2 separate regions of the Mus musculus genome follow, and region 1 is linked to region 2. The links are chromatin contacts, called in public HiChIP or PLAC-seq maps. All regions are on one chromosome and are shown on one strand. Each heading gives the region's core, a stretch centred on a gene start, on an enhancer-like site or on the middle of the called end of the contact. The rest is flanking DNA. Distances are from core to core; before and after follow the strand shown.

The links. HiChIP or PLAC-seq counts read pairs in DNA pulled down with a chosen protein or histone mark.
Region 1: a FOXA1 HiChIP or PLAC-seq map of pancreatic cancer cells shows a contact between it and region 2. The contact joins two enhancer-like sites. A contact is called at or near these places in 1 of 484 Hi-C or Micro-C datasets (olfactory sensory neurons) and 2 of 115 datasets of contacts at active chromatin or transcription factors (memory CD8 T cells and pancreatic cancer cells).

What each region holds. Positions count from the first base shown.
Region 1 is chr11:55,100,914-55,104,317 of GRCm38.p6, forward strand. Gm2a (GM2 ganglioside activator protein) reads left to right here. Exons shown (of 4, transcript NM_010299.3): 2 at 2,674-2,835. Among named protein-coding and RNA genes, the nearest start is that of Gm2a, 4.6 kb to the left of the region's middle. Within about 2 kb of position 1,553, at least 21 of the 459 cell types and tissues checked have an H3K27ac peak or open chromatin away from gene starts, as enhancers often do. A contact at or near this core is called in pancreatic cancer cells, where this site is marked.
Region 2 is chr11:54,800,197-54,803,927 of GRCm38.p6, forward strand. No RefSeq gene overlaps it. Among named protein-coding and RNA genes, the nearest start is that of Cdc42se2, 14 kb to the left of the region's middle. Within about 2 kb of position 2,230, at least 146 of the 459 cell types and tissues checked have an H3K27ac peak or open chromatin away from gene starts, as enhancers often do. A contact at or near this core is called in pancreatic cancer cells, where this site is marked.

The sequences.
Region 1 (3,404 bases), core at 303-2,802, 300 kb after region 2:
TGGTCGATCCTCCTTTGTTCCCTCCCTCCCTCCTTCTCTCCCTTCTTTTCTTTCCGTTTTTTCTGCCCCCTAGTACTTGGGTTTGAACCCAGGACTTTAGGCATGTTAGGCGAGCTCTCTACCACTGAGTTACACTGCCAGCCTGGGGAACACTTATTTACACTAGACTATAAGCCCCACAAGGCAGGGAAGAACTGCTTCCTATTGTTTACAAAGCCTCAGTCCAGGCCCTGAAATAGTCGCTTCACAAATACTTATGGAATGAAGTTTGAGCAAAATACCTGCTGGTACCTACCCTGGCCCTGCCTTTCTTAGTCACAGTGTGGCCTTTCATTCCAGGAATCAGAAGCCCATGCCAAGAAGCTTGAACATGGAGTTTAACAGGCTTACATGGATCTCACGGAGTTGGTGGCAGGAAACAGAGGCCAGGGAGGCACATGGCTGTGTTTTAGTGAGCCAGCTCATGCTTTGTGTCTGACACAATGTCATGAGTTGTCACATACGTGTTCTCACCTTGCAACAGTTCTGGGAGGAAGATATAAAATGCCTCTACTTAAAAGATGTGGAAATCAGAAATCAGGACTCCAATTGTATGTGTTCCAGGCTGGGATTCCAACCCAGGTCTGTTTGACTGGAACCTAGGCTTCCTGCCTGGCACTCCAAAGCCATACCTGTCCCAGGTCCCTGGGATGCTTGTTTTCCATCCCAGGCTGGTTATGAGCTCACTGTGTGTTTGAGGATGAGTTTGAACATCAGAGCCGAGTGCTGGGATTACAGGCATGTGCCCTGTGCTGGTCTTGCTGGTCTTAGATTGCCTTTTGTTCTTTTTTGAAGACAGGGTCTCACTATGTAGCCCAGGCTGCCTTCAAGCTTGAGATCCTCCTGCCTCAGCCTCCCTAGTGCTGGGATGACTGGTGTATGTCAGCATGCCTGGCTCCTTTAGTGCTGTAGTAGATCATATAGGTGACTGACTCTGTGTTCCTTTCCCATAGGACAGAGGGGCTCTTACTCTTGTCTCCTCAACTCAACTTGGAGCTGAGCCGCAAGTGTACGTGCTTGGAACCCACCTTAAAACTTTTGACCCAAGGCAGTGCCAGGCCTTGTGTCATAAGGGTCACATACATTGCCTCTGGCCATAGGGTCACACACACAGCTTCTTGTGTCATAATTCCAAGGCTTGGCAGAGAGAAGCTGTGGTCTAGCACGGATCAGGTGTTCTCTGGGTCCGGATGGTTATGAATGGGTTAAGATGGAGGCCAGGCTGGCAGATTTTCTAAGGCTGTGTGTGGATAATGGCAGTGCTAAGTGTCTTTGTAGGGGGTTTTGGGGGTGGGGCATGTGAGTGTGTTTTGAGAGGGAGAGACAGGCAGACAGGCAGACAAACAGACAGACAGAGGTGTAGAATGAATCCCAGATCCTAAGGTTCTGGGGGCTGGTGGTCACATTTGTTGGATCTAGGTCACGTGGAGGAAGATTTGAGAAGTTCCTCTGCAGAGGAGTGGTGGGTGACTCAGGTTGTGCCTATGGTGTGGTTCACGACAGGGGAGTAAGAATGTGGGTGTAAGGTGAGAAAGTCATTGCTCGTCACTGAGGGACCTCCTGTAGATCTTGTCCTGTGGGTCTTGTTCCCTGGACGCTGAGGCTTGGGTTACTGTTGTTTCTCCTTGTGTTCTTTCTCCTTGTTCCCCCTTGTTGCCGACCTAGGATTGGACAAGGGGTGGGGCATAATCAGGCTCATGGGCATGGAATACAAGGGTGACTTTCAGCAGCTTGTCTTGTGGTGACCTCCCAAAGCTAGCTGGAGAGAAATGGGTGGCAGGGTCAGAGCTCAGAGAAGGTACCCTCAAAGCTAAATGAGGCTAATACCATTATTAAATAGAGTATTTTCTGTATTCATTGACTTGTATACAATGTATCTGTATCGTATCCAATCCCACATTCCCTTTCAATCCAGCGCACCTGCCTGCCATTTTTATCTTCTCTTAATAACCCACTGAGTCCAATTATTGCTTCTCATATGTGCATGGGTTAGGACATGGCTATCTATGAGTATCACAAGCCCCCAAGGTATAATGACTCCTCCTCTCTGTAGCCACCACTGCCAATACTTCCTTAGCTAGGGGTGATTCCTCTCTCCCTCCCTCCCTTCCTCCCTCCCTCCCTCCCTCCCTTCTTTTGTAGCCTAGGCTGGTTTAGAATGACCACATCTTCCCTTGAGTGTTTACATTATGGGCTTGCACCCATACAGCTAGCTAAGTCTCTCTCTCTCTCTCTCCTGCCCTGCCCCAGAACAGGGTCTTGTGTATCTAGACTGGCCTGACATGGGCTATGTAGTTGAAGATGACCATGAATTCCTGATGTTCTACCTCCCAAGTGTTGCCCCTGCCACCACACTGGGTTTGTGTCATGCCAAGGATAGAGCCTAAGGTTTCCAATATGCCAGGTAGACATTCCACCAACGGAGCGACATCCCAACCCCCTTAGTTTTAAAGTTCAAGGTCTGATATAATGGGCCTAGGCCCTGCACTTTGGCATTTTGCCTGAAGAATGGGTCAGACAAGTGTGACTGTTACCATGGAGCTCAGAGGGGAATGGGCAGGCCTCCCTCCAACTCTTGTATGCTGAAACATTTCTTTTCCTCCACTTCTCTCCTTGCTGTCTCGTTGTCCCTAGCTTTCCCAACTTGGTGGCTTCTCCTGGGATAACTGTGATGAAGGAAAGGACCCTGCAGTGATCAAAAGCCTCACGATCCAACCTGACCCCATTGTGGTTCCTGGAGATGTAGTCGTCAGCCTTGAGGGCAAGACCAGCGTTCCCCTCACTGCTCCTCAGAAGGTAAGCCCCAGGCTGTGTGGACGATGGACGGGGAGTGGGCAGCCAGCAGGCGCCATGGAAACTCATGCTCATAGATTGTGAAAGACTTCAGACTTTGCAGACTTACCACAGACTTTCCCGGGTTCATAGAGTCTCAGGGTCAGGGGATGGAAGGGAAACCCAGGTCAGCTGGGATTCACCCATTCATGCACTTGGATATGGCGGCCCAGTGTTCACCATGGACTCCTCTGTGTTGTTTTGATGTATAGCCAGTAGCCAGGGACATAAGGCTATTTTCTTTTGTTTTGAGACAGGGTCTCACTCTGTAGCCTATGCTGGCCTTGAACTTGTGGTAGGCCTGCCTGCCGCAGTTTGGTTGTGGGCATGAGCCGCCACAATGTGGACTCTCAGAGCTGAATGAACAATGCTGTTTCCTTTATCCATACTGCATGCATTTATTTTTTAAAAAATACATATGAAAACAAGCAGTGCTTTGTATGTATGTTTTGAGGGAGGGCTTTATGTAGCCTTAGCTGGCCTTGAACTTGCTGTGAGCTCCTGGCTCTCTGGCCTCCACTTCTTGAGTACTC
Region 2 (3,731 bases), core at 980-3,479:
TACTTGTTGACTAAACATTTATGATCCTCACAGACCTTGAAATAAACTCTTGAGAGCCCACATGTTTGTTTTTGTCTCAATCAATATAACTAGTGTGCAAAACTAAGGTCTGAAAATAGTGAAACAAGAATGCACTACAAACACACTCATTATTGTGTTTGTTTGTTTGGTTGGTTGGTTGGTTGGTTGGTTGGTTGGTTGGTTGGTTGGTTGGTTTTTGAGTCAGGGTCTCTCTGCATAGCCCTGGCTGCCCTGGAATTCACTATGTAGACTATGCTGGCCTCAGATTCACAGAGATCTGCTTGCCCTTGCCACCTGAGTGCTGGGATTAAAGGTAAGTACCACTGCCCCTGGCCACACTTATTATTTCTACATACACACACATTTCTGGGATTCACCAGATGTGGCAGCACATGCCTATTATCCTAGCACTAGAGAGGGCAGAGGCAGAAGGATGGAAGGTTTAAAATCAGTTTGGGCTACATATTAAGACCCTGTCTCACATACATACATACATACATACATACATACATACATACATACATCCCATACATATAAATACTCTTTGGTACTTCAGCTAAACCTAAGGCCCCAAGAGACCTTCAAAGATGATTCAAAGTAATCTTTCTCCCGGTGACTCAGGTAGAAAAAATAGGTCACATTCATATATGTATAGGCAGGACAACGAAAAAGCCCGTGAGAGATTTCCAGATAATATAGCCTTGAACTTGTGAAGAATTCCCTCACCATGCCTCCTGAGTGCTGGGAAATCATGTGTGCACCACTACACAGGAATAGTCTATAGGTCTGCGAGATGACTTGGTAGGTAAAGTTGCTTGCTGCCAAGCCTGACAACCTCAGCTACACCCAGGACCTGCAAGGTAGAAAGACAAGTTCATCTTCCACAGTGGTTGTCTGACATCCGTGCATGCACTATGGCATGAGTACACACCAACACACACATTCATGCATACAAAAGTAAGAAAGAAACGAAGGAAGGAAGAAGAGAGGAAGGGAGGATATGTCTGGAGAGATGGCCCAGTAGTTAAAGGTGCACACTGTTCTTCCAGAGGACCCAAGTTCAGTTCACAACACCCACATTAGCACCTCACAACCACCTGTAACTCCAGCTCCAGGGAATCTGATATTCTCTTCTGGCCTTCACAAATACCTGCACACTCACACACACTATAGGTGAGGAGGGAATTCCAGCCCCAGGGAATCCAACATTCTCTTCTGGCCTTCACAAATACCTGTGTGCGCATGCACACACACACTCACACAAAGAAGAAGGAGGAGGAAGAGGAGGAGGAAGAAAAGGAGGAGGAAGAGGAGGAGGAGGAGGAGGAGGAGGAAGAGGAGGAGGAGGAGGAGGAGGAGGAGGAGAAGAAGAAGAAGAAGAAGAAGAAGAAGAAGAAGAAGAAGAAGAAGAAGAAGAAGAAGAAGAAGAAGAAGAAGAAGAAGAAGAAGAAGAAGAATTTTAAAGGCTGTTCTAGCAGGGTCCAATTCAATTCAATAATGTTTGTTGTCTATTGTATGAGGAGTGGAGAAATCTGAAGATCAATAAAAGGATCAACACAGCATCTATGACCTCCTCACCCTACTCCTGCCCACTCTGCCTCTGAGGTCTTCTCAGGCTCACCCCTTGGACCACAAATGTCTTGCCTCTTAACTGCTTCTAACAGCTCATTGAGAAGACAGCTCTTGGTCTTGACTGTGACTTCAAGCCAGCCTTCCCAGGGATGACTAGTCACCCTCTGCCCTTGGCTCTGCAGCCTCCTTCCTCCCAATCAGTCAGGAAGCTGCTGAATCAAGATGTTGCAACCGCAGCTTCCGGCTCCACAATGCTGTGTGAGGAGGAAGTTGCTTTGCTAAGTATTCTAGTCAAAGTTCTGATGAAGAACATTGGACTCCAGTTCTGAAAGTCCAGAAAGGATTCCTAAAGGACAGGATGCAATTTAGAGGAATTACCAAAATGGGGGTGGAAGTCTTTAAGTGTGGAAGAGCCATGTGTCAACTCAGAGAGCCATGAGAAAATGTGATGAGAGTTAGTGACTGAGTGCACGGTGTGAAGTGTAAAGTGTGTGTGTGTGTGTGTGTGTGTGTGTGTGTATACAGGAAACAACGCTGGGGCTTCTGAGACAGAGATCAGATTATACTAAGGTGCCTGAAGTTAGCTGGAGAGAATAAATGAGTCAGGCACAAAGACCAAGTGAGTCAATGATGTAGCTTGGAGGTTGCAGTTTAGCTCAGTGGGTTAAGTGTCTGCTATATAAGCACGAGTCAGGATCCTCAGCACACATGCAAAAGCGAGGTGCTGTAGGAAGTGCCTCTAACCCCAGTGCCAGGGACAGAGAGAGAGATCCTGGGTCATGCTGGACAGCCAGGCTAGCCAAAACAGCAAGTTTCAGTTTCACTGGCAGCCTAATTAATAATAATAATAATAATAATAATAATAATAATAATAATAATAATAATAATAAATTACTAAATAAATAAAAAGGTAGAGAGCAATAGAGGAAGACATACATCCAACCATCAATTTGAACTCACACATACAGGCACCTGCACACTCCTGTGCTTAAATACACTGACAACTCATAAACCAAAGAGAGTGACATTTATGGAGTCAGGGTTAATGTCTCATACATAACCTTTGCACTCTAAGTTTGTATTGCTTCACATATTTCCTTGATAAGCTCCACGTGGCACTCATTCATTAATGGTGGAATTTGAGAGCTCGGAAGGGACGTCGTGGCTATGTCTGCTGTTCTGTTTCCTCGGCGGTTCTGCAGGTTAGTTTCCTTCTGGTTTATGTCTTCATCTGTTCACGGTCACAGTAGAGATCAAACCCAAGGCCTGATCTCAGTACAAACTCTTCTACCCTAGGCCTGAAGACTCATCTTTCCTGCTTTATTTATGTATTTATTATTAATTTTGGATTCAGGGTTTCATGTAACCCAAGCTAGCCTCTAACTTGTTGCATAGCCAAGGATAACCTTGATTTCCTAATCTTCCCGTGTCCACCCCCTGAGTGCTTGGATTACAGATGTGCACCTCTGTACTCTGCTCTCTGGCTTGTTTTGGCTAATCTGAACAGTTTGCCATTAGTTAGGATTTTCTCCTCGTGAACAGTAATGGTGCACACAAGATGCAGCCAAGACAAGGTAATTTCCATACCATATTCTGTTGCTTGTGAATGTAGTCTCCCACACAACCTTTTCCTTTCTTTTTTTCATGTTTCCCTTCTGCAAATATTCCATTCTACTAAAAGGTAAGGCAAATACAGTGATATAAATGTGGGAATCTGGCTGGAGATACAGCTCATGGTTGAGAGTACTGGATGCTCTTTCAGAGGACCTGGATTTGTGTCCCAGCACTCACACAACAGCTCACCACCACCTGTAACTCCAGTCCCAGGGCATCCAACGTCCTCTTCTGGCTTCTGTGGACACAATATACATGTGATATACACACATATAAGCAGACAAACACTCGTGCACATAAAAGTAAAAATAAATCTTTTAAAGACACAATGGACCAGTTCTGGTTTGTTTTTTGTTTTTTGTTTTTTTTTGTTTGTTTGATTGATTTTTTTCATCTTAGAACCTCTTAGAAGACACTTTGAGAAAGAAAATGAACTCATTTGATCCGATGTTAACAGTTTTATAGTTTTGCTGATTCCTGGGAAATTTTTAAATGGGGAAAACACATAAGTTTTCATGAAATTG